Linked DNA regions of Danio rerio: region 1 is linked to region 2. The links are chromatin contacts, called in public Hi-C maps. All regions are on one chromosome and are shown on one strand. Each heading gives the region's core, a stretch centred on a gene start, on an enhancer-like site or on the middle of the called end of the contact. The rest is flanking DNA. Distances are from core to core; before and after follow the strand shown.

Region 1 (5,963 bases), core at 2,713-5,212, 170 kb after region 2:
ATTCAGCATCTATATTTAATAATGTTAAAGAGGGTTAAATATCTATTAATTAGATCATAAACCTTACCATTTTGTTGAAGTGCAGTGAGTGCACTATTGACTAATATGCCATCATAAATTGTGAAAATAACCAATAGAAGAAGGCTTTAAAACAAAATTAATTTTTGATTATTCAAATGGTCAAATTGTGACTGAGGAAAATTGAATGAGCTGTCCAGTTTGTTATTTGCCTATAGGCTACTTTAGGCAAATAACAAATAAAAACTAATAAGCACTCAAGTTTTAACAGATTTGATTGATGATAAATTGATGATAATAAATTTTCATATTTCTTTATAAAAAAAATTCTAATCTCATAACATTATTTATAAATCTGTAAAAACTTAGTTTAAATGCACATTTGTATACACTTCATAGTCAAATAGTATTGTAAGCACTTCAACAAAATTGTAGGAAATATTTTTGGTAGATCAAAAAGTCTGGTCACTATCCAACAAGCTAATCCAGCAATGCTTAGTTCTTAAAATATCACTAAAATCCAGTATTTTAACCCCATAATTTAATAGAAAACGAGGCGAATAACTGCAAAAATGTCCACTTTTTGCGAGAAAAGAACATCCTCCTTCAATAGGCTGGTTATGAAACAGGGTTACATTGTAACCTTCTCACCTAATGTTTACGTTCATAATATTTATATTATTTGCTAATTAATAAGCACCTCATGCGTCAGACTCTGCAGGAGTCTGCTAATGTCCACCGAAGGTCGCATATCAGTCGCGGATGCATACTTTGAGAGTCTTTCTGAATGAATGAATGAATGAATGAACTATGGGGTTTTCCACCAAGGCAACATAAGATGCTGAAATATAATTGGCTAAAGTGGCAGTGGGCGGGTTAAAAGACCAAAACAAAGACAGCATTCCGGCACATAACGCACATTTTCAAAGCAGAATATCTGACTTTAGCATTGTTTTTCTGGTAAACAAGTATGTTCACTTCGCATGTTTCTTAAACTTCTGCTAATATATTATGGTTTTTGAGAGTCAAAAATAAGATAAGAGAGATCAAAAACGTTTGGAGTAAATTTCGAAGCCTGATAGCAGTGTATATTTCTTTTATGATCACCTGTTTTGCAAATCGCACTGAACAATTAATTCGTCATAAGCATCCGTTGTTGAATAAGTCAACTACTGATTCAAATGATCCAGTCAAGGCATATCTTCATTTAAAGAGACAGTTCTCATAAACATGAAAATATAGTCACTATTTACTCACCATCAAGTTGTTCCAAACGTTTATAAGTTATATAAGAAATTTTGCAGAATATTTTGCAGAATATTACAAAGCAGTAACCGTTGACTTCTATTGGAGAACAAAAACTAAGTACATGATTACCTTTTTATTTATTCTTCAAATGATCCTCTTTTGTGTTCAACAGAGGAAAAGAAATGCAGATTTGTGACTAGTGAAGGGTGAGTAAATGAGGAGATCATTTTCATTTTTGGGTGAACTATCCCTTTAATACACAGATTTAAATAATCCATTCAGAGTGAGTCTCCAGTTAATGATTCGCTGAATTCACAAATTCAAAATGAGCCAAAAACAGCAGATCCTCTGAGCTTTCCACTGAAACTGTATGATTTATTATTGAACATGAAAATCATTTGGGTCTCAACTGTCTGTTGTTTGTAAGGAGAATGTGCTGTAAAAAGGCAAGCAGTTTGAGCCCACTGTTTGAAATGCTTGAATGTAGAAGTCAACATTTGTTAAGCAGAAAAACATATAAATAAAATAACACAAATTTGATTGGCCTATTTTAATATTGTTGATTTCATCTTAAATAATTGTATGCACCTAATATGATCAACTACATTTGTCAAAATGGGCATAAAATAACATGAAACAACTTGTGTACATAATGATGGGTAATGCATTGCACTCCATTTTCACTCCAGTACAACTTCCGTTACATGAGTGACGAATGTTGAGTGGATTTGCAGGTCTTTTATCACTTATTTGATTGAAGTGCCAAATTATTTATTAATTATTTATTTATTTTCTGTTCCTTTTTTATTTTATTTTGTTTTATTTTAGTTCTTTCTTTCCTTTTTCTTCTGTTCTTTCTTTCTTATTTGCATGTACACTTCTTTCTTTCTTTCCTATTTGCTTGTATACTTCTTTCTTTCCTATTTGCATGTACACTTCTTTCTTTCCTATTTGCATGTACACTTCTTTCTTTCTTTCTAATTTGGATGTACACTTTTTTCTTTCTTTCTCTCTTTCTTTCTTTCTTTCTGATTTGCATGTACACTTTTTTCTTTCTTTCCTATTTGCATGTACACTTCTTTCTTTCTTTCTTATTTGCATGTGCACTTCTTTCTTTCTTTCTTTCTTTCTTATTTGCATGTACACTTATTTCTTTCTTTCTTTCTTTCTTTCTTTCTTATTTGCATGTACACTTATTTCTTTCTTTCTTTCTTTCTTTCTTTCTTTCTTATCATGGTAAATTTAGGCCCTTCTGGTCGATTTTGTTACTATAGACACAATTTGTTCTCATTAATGGCCTTTTAATGGAGGTGAGAAAACATTTACAATTGTGAATTATTATTTTTAATAAAAAAAAATCTATACTATATTAATATATTTTAAAATGTCATTTGTTTGTTCATTTTCTTTTCGGCTTAGTGCCTTTATTAATCTGGGGTCACCACAGCAAAATGAACCGCCAACTTATCCAGCATATGCATTACGTAGCAGATGCCCTTCCAGCCACAACCCATCACTGGGAAACATCCTTGCACATCATTCACACACATAAACTACGGACAATTTAGCCTACCCAATTCACATGTTTTTGGAGTTGTGGGGAAACCAGAGCACCTGGGAGGATACCCACGCCAACATGGGGAGAACATGCAAACTCTACCTTCTTGCTGTGAGGCAAACCTGCTACCCACTGCTCCACCATGCAGCCCAAAATATTATTCACTCAAAAAATATTTGTAGTAACTTTTTTAAATGGGTTGAAACAACACAATTATTGAGATTTTGTTGGGACAACTTAATTGTTTTATGTTAAATCCACTTTAATTTGCAAAAAAAAAAAAAAACTAATAGATTACCTTAATTCCTTCATGTTGTCTTAACACAAATTGATTGTGTGGAACCCAGAATTTTTTTACAGTGGTAATTCCTTTGATTCAGGCTCAATTTTCTGCACAATTACTTCAGCATTTACTGCCACAAGGTAACATTTCTTATAATTATCAATGCTGGAAATAAATTTTTGTCCTGATTTGTTTTCAGGATTCATGTGCACATTTGCTGGATAAAAGCATTGATTTCTTTTAAAATCTTTTTTATTTTATTTTTTTTTGCATATTATTCACTAAGTTGTAATAGGCCTTATACCCAGCAAGCATTTTTTTTTAAAAGATGTCTAATAGACATATAAACATAGTCTAAAACAAGACTAAATTTTGGCTGTCAGTAAAAATCTAATAGATGTCTAAGAATAGGCCAAGACTAGACTAGTCATTAAATAAACAGAAATGAATGACTACACATATAGGGTCTGTATGATCTGTCAGTTTGACAAGTCTAGTTTTGGGCTATTCTTTGATGTCTATCATATTTTCACTGACAGATCAAGTTTAGCCTTGTTTTAGTCAAACTGTCTACATTTAGATGTCTATTAGACATCTATTAAACACAAAAGTGTTTGCTGAGTAACGCCAATAATTTAATTAACAACATAGCCGGAGAAAAAAAAAAACAATAGAGAAGAAAGTAAAGCAAAGCTCATTTCTTACCTTGAACATTGCCAGCCCAACTCCCATTGTCTCTCCTCAACTCCTGCATGATGATGTGAGCTGGGTCTTGTCTCGTCCTCTCATAGCCCTGGATGAAGGTGTTACTGACCGCTGAAGTAGTTTGAAGGATTGGTAAGAAAAAGTAGGGGTGGTGTAAAGACCGTGGACAAAAGTAAACTCCAGGCTGGATGGCTGAGCACAGGCTACACTGAATCAAAACTATCAAGAAATGTCACTCAAGAAAAGTAGGGAAGATGCCTGGCTCAGAAATGAAGACAAAATTAAAGACAAGTAAGGTTTGAGCTATGCGAATGATGTTCAGTCACTCAAGAAAAGTTAAAAGTCTTATATCAAATCTAAGAAATGGATATTAAAGTTGAAAATGAACCAGGACAAAGATAGGCCTACAAAATGTAATATAAAATGAAAAAAGAGAAGAAGATAAAGAGTTTCTTGGTTAGACTAAAAGTTCATTTTCATCTGTAAACAAGTCCACAAACTCTGGAGTATCTCGATGTCCAGCAGAATCCAGTAGTGAGAGGCTTGTAGAAGTGCTGTCTGGTCTTATATTGTCATTGGTTCAGGTATCCATATAAGTCCTTCAGGACCGAGTCCTTCTCATGACACTATAGAAACAGAAAAAACAGAAGTATTGTCAGATTTTCAGTCTAATGACTTTAAAGGTCTAATTTGATGACTTTAAATAACTAAATGAGATCTTTTTTTCCCTTTTGTTCAAATATTTCAATTGATCTAATATAATAAATGCTTAACTATTTTGGAGCACAGAGGGGACAGGTGTTTGACAAAAACAGGGACACACTTACAAATGCATACTAATATATTTATGTGTGATATTTAGTCATGTTACTTACCAGTCTAACTGTCCTGTGGCATTTCATCATTATTTGGGTAATGTTACAAAAACATGATACACAAGACAGAGGGCGAGTGCAAGCATTCAAAAACAAGACAAGATGGTTGACCTTCCTTTGATATATCCGTTTCACCCAATAATAGGTTTGTTTGTAAGAAAAAAAAAAAAAGTCTTATAAGTTCATTCAAGAGAAAAAATGGTGATGATGGATTTAAGATGTCTAAAGAAATTTCCATAAAACATCTGAAGCTGAATTTCAGGAGATTACATAGAAGCAATCACAAAAAAGTTAGCGTCAGCTTAAAAGTGATGCACAGAAAATAAAACATCAGCATGAATGAAAAAAGGAGATGCTCTGATTTCTTTCCATATGAAGTTCTTGGATCACCATCCCCTTCATAAACTTAAATAACTGACAACATTTTTTAATTTTATTTAATTTCCATATTCAGAGGTAATAAAACATATTACATGAAATAAATCGAAAGAATATCAATAAAAAATAATAATAATTCTGTCACGAAATGTATCAAATGATGTGTAAAACTGATTTAAAAAGGATCATTTAGGAGGTATACATAACTTACAGTGGGGAGTGAAAAGTTTTCATTCTCTAATGAGCTTGAAGTCATACAGTGGTCATGTACAACAGCTAAAATAACAGATGCTCCAAATAAATCAAGAGGTGGTGATAAGAAAAAAAGAGATGCGATGACAGCCTGTCCGAAAAAGGAAAGGATGAGCAGATAAAACCGAGGCGAGTGACAGAAGAAAATTAAACACTCAATAAAACGAAGGAGTGACCATAACAGCGCAAATGGACTCAAGCTGGCAAGGAGGTGAAACAAAAAATGACTGCTGCACTAAAACCTAATCAATTTTTTGAGCAAAGACCAATTTATTGTTCACAATTCAGGTTTCATGATTCAACAGCTCAGAGGAGGCTGTCGACAACACAAATCACAAGTTGGAAATGTGTCCATAAAGAGAGAATGAGGCAGTGACGCCAACCTCACCCATCTCAGGCAAAGAACCGAAGCAGAAGCTCATCTGAAATGTGTCTGCAACCGTTTCTCGAACAAATAAAAGACACCAATGCTTGCACTGGAGATGAATGGAGAATGTTTCTGAACGGGCAGCTCAAGACCAGATGTGCATGATAGTGTGTTTATGTGTTTAGTGTGTGTTACAAAAGAAAGAGAGAACAAATGTTTTCCTATTTGTAGGTGACAGTGGAAGATGGACACGTTTGGAGAAGGGAGAAAATGGCCATG
Region 2 (5,906 bases), core at 3,109-5,608:
AATGCTGGATATTCCATATCAGTGCTTATATCATTAAAAGGAAAATTTCAGAATAGCATGAATCATCCCATGACAAATCTGTGTGCAGTGACCATAAAGTTACCATGGCAATATGACCTGTAAATCTGGTATTCTGTAAGTCTTGGTAAGGCACATAACGTGCTGTGTATTAAACCAATATTGTTCTTACAAACGGAACACTATAAAATAAATACAATTCCTTCACAATGATATCTCAAGTACAGTTGAAGTACTTTGCAAATCATGCCTTGTACACACGTTACAGCACTCCATACTGGTAAAATAAACTTGAATAACCAATAATTAAGAACCTTTATGGAATCCAAGTTTGTCTACAACTCGATTAACAATCAAATATGTTCAACTGAGAAATCAAGTAAGCCTCCCGCTTAGTGGTTTGTAACTAAGAACTGAAACTACAGTACAAATATATAACAGCATAAAACATCCAGAAACCAAGCCCAAATGGAACATCATAAACATTGTAATAATATATAATAATATTATTATCAAGAACATTATTAATACAATTATTGTAAGTTTTACCCTGTTGTTTAAAAAAGAGTAACTGATTTCCATCCGAGATCGTACAAATTATTGTACACTGTTGTCTCCATCTGAATTGGCCACTATTTGATGTTAGGAGCAGGGAAATTGTGAGATATACAAAAAAAAGAACAAAAAAGAGAGAAAAAATAACAAGAATAAAAGAGAGGAATGAACAGGCTTTTTCCCCAAATCTCAACTTTTTCGACAGTGGGCAGGTCCCCTCGCTCTATTTACATACGTGTGCTTGGCAGCGCATGATCCGTGTAACTTCATGAAAGCATAAGTCAGTTCCTCACACACGGTTTCCTCTTCTTTTTGTGAGCCTGAAGATACTAATTACACACTGCCGTTCCAGTTTTCTCTCAATCATCGTTCTGTATGTCCGTTGGCTTCTTTTCCAAATTTCTGTCTGTTTCTGCCTATCCTCTTCAGACATCAGATTCTATACTGGAAAGCTTTTCGTAAACATGTCCATTGCTCGAGCCATTAAACGGTCTCTGTCCTTGACCCATTCCTAACCCATCCCTTGCTGACAGCAGCTTGTTGTTGCTAGGTCCTCCTCCGTGGTGGTTGCCAAGAGGCCCACCTAGACATAACTCCTTGGGGAACCGAGGGGCCACATTGGAAAGCACCCCAGAAGTTGCAGAGGCTGGCAAATAGGAAGTCACCCCCATGGAGCCCCGGAAGTCAGCCCGACTGTTGTTGAGGAGCTGTTGCTGCTGCTGCTGCGGCGTCTGTTGCTGCTGCGGCTGTGCCTGCTGCTTTTTGATGTAGTAAGATTTGGCACCGTGTAATAGACACTGGTCGTCGCCGAAGGTTGGGATGAATGGGTTCTGGTTCACCTTATCTGGGTAGAGAGATTTAGACAAGGAGTAAGTCCCGACCCCTCGGGTACCGCCCACACCTCCTCCCATCATGCCTCTATCCCTGTCCCTCATGTCTCTCTCACCCACGGAGCGACGGTGCAACCCACCTTCACCCCCACGGAATAAGCTAAATGATGAACCCCCACCCTTCCCTCTGTCCCCAAAATATGATGTCTCCCGCTCCCCTCCCGCATACTGCTCAAACATCTGGGCGTAGGGGCTCGCGCCCTCCATGTAGCGGTCTTTGTCTTTTAGGCTCACGCTTCGGGGTGGAGGAAGCATTGATGCTCCACCACCGCCTCCAAACCCACCCATCCTGCCCGCCCCTTCCTTCTGTAGTTCTACAAATGTGTCATAAGAGTGCTGCCTGCGCAAAACCTTACCACCTGGGCCAAATTTCCGCCTCTGTACCTGGGTTTGGGCACCTGTGCCTCCCCCTCCCTTTCCGCTCTCCAGAGGGTGCTTGCCCGCAATTTGATCCAGGAGGAGGTTGTCCTCACTAATGTCATACAAGTTGCCCGGTTTCTTGCACGAATCACATCGCTTGCAGGTGGCTGAACTAGGGCGGCTTGAGATTTGTCCACTCCCTCCACTGGATCCCCCAACTCCCCCAGCCGCTGGATACCCACCGGCCCCGCCTCCCCCATGCATGCAAACTGGCTTGCTTCCTCCACTTCCAACTCCTCCACTGTGGCAACTGCGACATTCCCAATCCCCGCCGGCCAACCCTCCCACCCCTCCGATGCCCTTTTCCCAGCATGCATGGCCCTGTTGCCCAGGTGATCCTCCTCCCATTCCACCCTTACATTCTGTCTTCTTGGATTTACCTTTCAGGAAATCTTCCATGGGAACCAAACTAGTGCATGCTCCCCCAGCACCACCGCTACTAACTACTCCACCGCAGCTGCCTCCGCCCAGTCCCACTCCTCCACCCATTCCAGGAGCATCACTTAAATCCAAATCCCATGGGGATGCGCCTTCCTTGGCTCGAAACTGGTCTACATAAAAGTCCCTCAAATTCTCTTTGTCTCTGAACAGATAGGAGGTGCAGTTACCACCTCTCTGGCTCTTGCGCTCCACAGGAGGGGTGGCTGAGCGGTGTGCTTGTGTTGCTGGATGATGGTGGTGATGATGATGGATAGTGTGGTGGGGACGTCTCCTGAAGCCAAGCTCAATTTCATCCTGTTCACGGCGAGACTTGGCAGAAGCGGGTCTCTTTTTTAGGCTGTCCCTGTACTGCTTGCGCCGTTTGCTGTGCCCTTCAAGGTTCCCGTAGGTCACAGTGTGAGTGGAAATATCTGACACGTCGGATCGAATGTTTCCATCGTCCCCTCCCGATCCCACCCCACCTCCCCCGCAGTACCTGTCATGTCCTGCAATAAACCCTGAACTGGATGCCCCACCCTTGAAGGAGAACTTTCCATATAGATCAGGCAGGCCAGACTTGAAGCTTGACTGGGTTGGGTGACCTGCAATCAGGTCAAACTTTTCCCTGTTCCGATGTGTCAGCGACTGCCGTGGCTGGGTGGTAAAGATGGGCGCTACCCCTCCCCCTAAACTGTCACAATCGTACCCACCCTCCAATGAGCTGGCACTCCCTAAGCTACGAGGTCGGTTAGGCAGGGGACCCGACATACCGAGAGCCAGTTCAGATCCCCCATGGTGGTGTAGGTAATGATCCTGGTACAGGTTGCTGTCCTTCAGGTGCAAGTTCCCAAAAGTCCTCTCCACCTCGCTTACATAGTCGCTGAACATGTTGTCCTCTGGTAGATACGGTGGAGGCTTGCAGTCTGAGTGGCCTGCTAGGCTGCGCCGGTGTTCGCTGATGTCATAAACGGCTGATTCACGGTGGCTGTAGTCCAATGCGCTGTGGGGTGAACCATTGACCCCAGGCACAGAGGTCATGTTTTTGGCAGTACGCAACAAGCGGAGAATGTTGGAGTGGGTGTTGTTCATGTTCATCTTCATAGTGGCTGATGGTGAGTTAAGAGCTGATTTATTCTCTTCAATCTGAACACCGTGGATGCAACTGTAGATCCCCTAATGGACAGAAAAAAATAAAACAAAAGCAAAAACAAAGGAAAAGAGAAGGAACAAACAATGTGGGATTAGATCACCATTTAATGAAATGTATAATTAACACCAAACGTTCACAATTATGATGAAAGGTTCAAATCAAACCTTTCAAGGCCAACCTTTCATTTCTAGGGATTTTCTTTAACAAGCCATGTTTAACATCAACAGTTTGTTCATCACTGTCTTTAATCCTCTGACATATATACAAGAGGAGAAAAAGGAAAATGAAGGAGACAGAAAGAGTTGAAAGGAGAGAGAGGAAAATAGAATTTGTTCAAGAAAGAGAAACGGCAGGGGTGAAAGAGGTTGTGATTGATGATGACATGGTGACAGGGTTGCAGTAACTCTGTGGTTTTGACTGCCTATCAGTGTCTCAATCAATGCGATTAAAATTCAGCTGCCACCACTGTCTACTTCTCTGTCTCTCCCCTTCATGACTGCCATGACAAATTAATTGCGTAATATGGCTAATGTGTCATTGTAAGAAATACTTCATTGTCTTTTAAATATTGTAATGTCTTTTAAAGTTATTTAAATAACATCAACCATAAAAACATTTTTATTACAATTAATGCATGAAACGCACGTGGAACAAGCAGAATTCTCCTTAAAACATTTCAAAGGCTAAAGGTTACTCTTCTACTGGCGATCGGTCCCTCCGGTGAGGCAACATGTCAGAAATGTTTCCTGTCTCGCTCTTAGTCACGCTTAGTGTCTATCCACTCCTGTGTATTTTTTTTTCCCTCTTCTCTTTATCTCCTCTTATCTCCTCTACCTTCTGTCTTTTTTTAACACAGGTCATCCTTCCCAGTGTGACTCTTATTCTCATTCATCTCCTGACCCTTCAATCCGATTGGGCTGGAACATATTCTCCATTCAGTGTTATCTTATTTCTCTTTCTCTTTCCTGCTTTCTCTTGAGGGGTGCCTTTCTCTTCATTTTTGTCTGTTGCCTCTTTTCGCCTCTATTCGCTTTGCATTCTTTTTACTCGCCCAACAGTAACAGTGCTTTCGACATCCATCTACATCTTATAAGGAATTATATTGAGTTTGAAATCAGTTTCCTTGTATCTGGTTATAAACATATTCCTGCTGGCTAACGGATCAAAATTGTATTAGTTTTCCCCACAAGACTGAATAACTTGGGTATAGCCAGGTTTAAGTCATTTGCTAATTTGGTCACATAAACTGATATTCACTCTGTGTGTTCATCCCTGGCATTATCTGGGTCATGGCACCACTCCAAATGACTTGAGGCGTGTTTTGATGCCTCGGTGTCTAAAACGTGAGACTGCTGCTTTTGGCCTTTTTGCTCAAGATCAAGGGTTGGATTTCCAAATGTTGCATAAGCACAATATGGGGATTGAAAAGTATTGGCCTGTACCACCCACAAATCAAAATTAAATTAAGCATAATTGCATGTACAGTGCATCCGGAAAGTATTTATACCGCTACACTTTTTCCACATTTTTTATGTTAAAGCCTTATTCCAAAATGGATTCATTTATTTCCTCAAATTCTAAACACAACACCCTATAATGACAATGTGAAAAAAATATTTTTTTTAAGTTGTTGGAAATTTATTAAAAAATAAAAAACCTGAAAAATCACATGTACAGCAGTTTTCACAGCCTTTGCCGTGAAGCTCTAAGTATGATTTAAAAAGGCATACACCTGTCTATATATGGTCCCATGGTTGACAGTGCATGTCAAAGCACAAACCAAGCATGAAGACAAAGGAATTGTCTGTAGAGCTCTGAGACAGGATTGTCTCGAGGCACAAGGCTGGGGAAGGTTAAAGAAAAATGTTCTTCTGCTCTGAAAGTTCCAATGTGCATAGTGGCCTCCATCATCTATAAGTGGAAGATTTTTGGAACCCCCAAGACTCTTCCTAGAGCTGGCCGGCCATCTAAGGTGAGTGATCAGGGGAGGAGGGCCTTAGACAGGGAGGTGATCAATAACCCGATGGTCACTCTGTCTGAGCGTACTTCTGTGGAGAGATTGGATCTTTACAGAAGGACAGCAATCCACCAATCAGGCCTGTATGGTAGAGTAGCCAGACAGAAGCCACTCCCCGCCTGGAACTTGCCAAAAGGCATCTGAAGGACTCTCAGACCATAAGAAACAAATTCTCTGGTCTGATGAGACTGAATTGAACTCTTTGGAGTGAACGCCAGGCATTACATTTGGAGAAAACTAGGCACCACTCATCATCAGGCTAATACCATCCCTACAGTGAAGCATGGTGGTGGCAGCATCATGCTGTGGGGATGTTTTTCAGCAGCAGGAACTGGAAGACTCGTCAGTATAAAGGGAAAGATGAATGCAGCAATGTACAGAGACATCCTGAATGAAAACCTGCTTCAGAGTGCTCTTGACCTTAGACTGGGGTGAT

The links. Hi-C and Micro-C count contacts between places; a contact is called where the count stands out from the background.
Region 1: a Hi-C map of embryo shows a contact between it and region 2, with 2.5 times the contacts expected there. The contact joins the promoter of grin2bb here to the enhancer-like site in region 2. A contact is called at or near these places in 4 of 18 Hi-C or Micro-C datasets (embryo, hematopoietic stem cells, skeletal muscle and 1 more) and 1 of 4 datasets of contacts at active chromatin or transcription factors (caudal fin).

What each region holds. Positions count from the first base shown.
Region 1 is chr1:48,832,071-48,838,033 of GRCz12tu, forward strand. grin2bb (glutamate receptor, ionotropic, N-methyl D-aspartate 2B, genome duplicate b) reads right to left here and starts at 3,963. Exons shown (of 15, transcript NM_001128337.2): 1 at 3,813-3,963. The coding sequence starts at 3,839.
Region 2 is chr1:48,657,598-48,663,503 of GRCz12tu, forward strand. It overlaps grin2bb (glutamate receptor, ionotropic, N-methyl D-aspartate 2B, genome duplicate b), which reads right to left. Exons shown (of 15, transcript NM_001128337.2): 15 at 821-3,476. The coding sequence ends at 999. The region is part of intron 1 of LOC141386248 (a long non-coding RNA gene); the gene reads left to right. Among named protein-coding and RNA genes, the nearest start is that of si:ch211-243a20.3, 27 kb to the left of the region's middle. Within about 2 kb of position 4,359, at least 5 of the 62 cell types and tissues checked have an H3K27ac peak or open chromatin away from gene starts, as enhancers often do.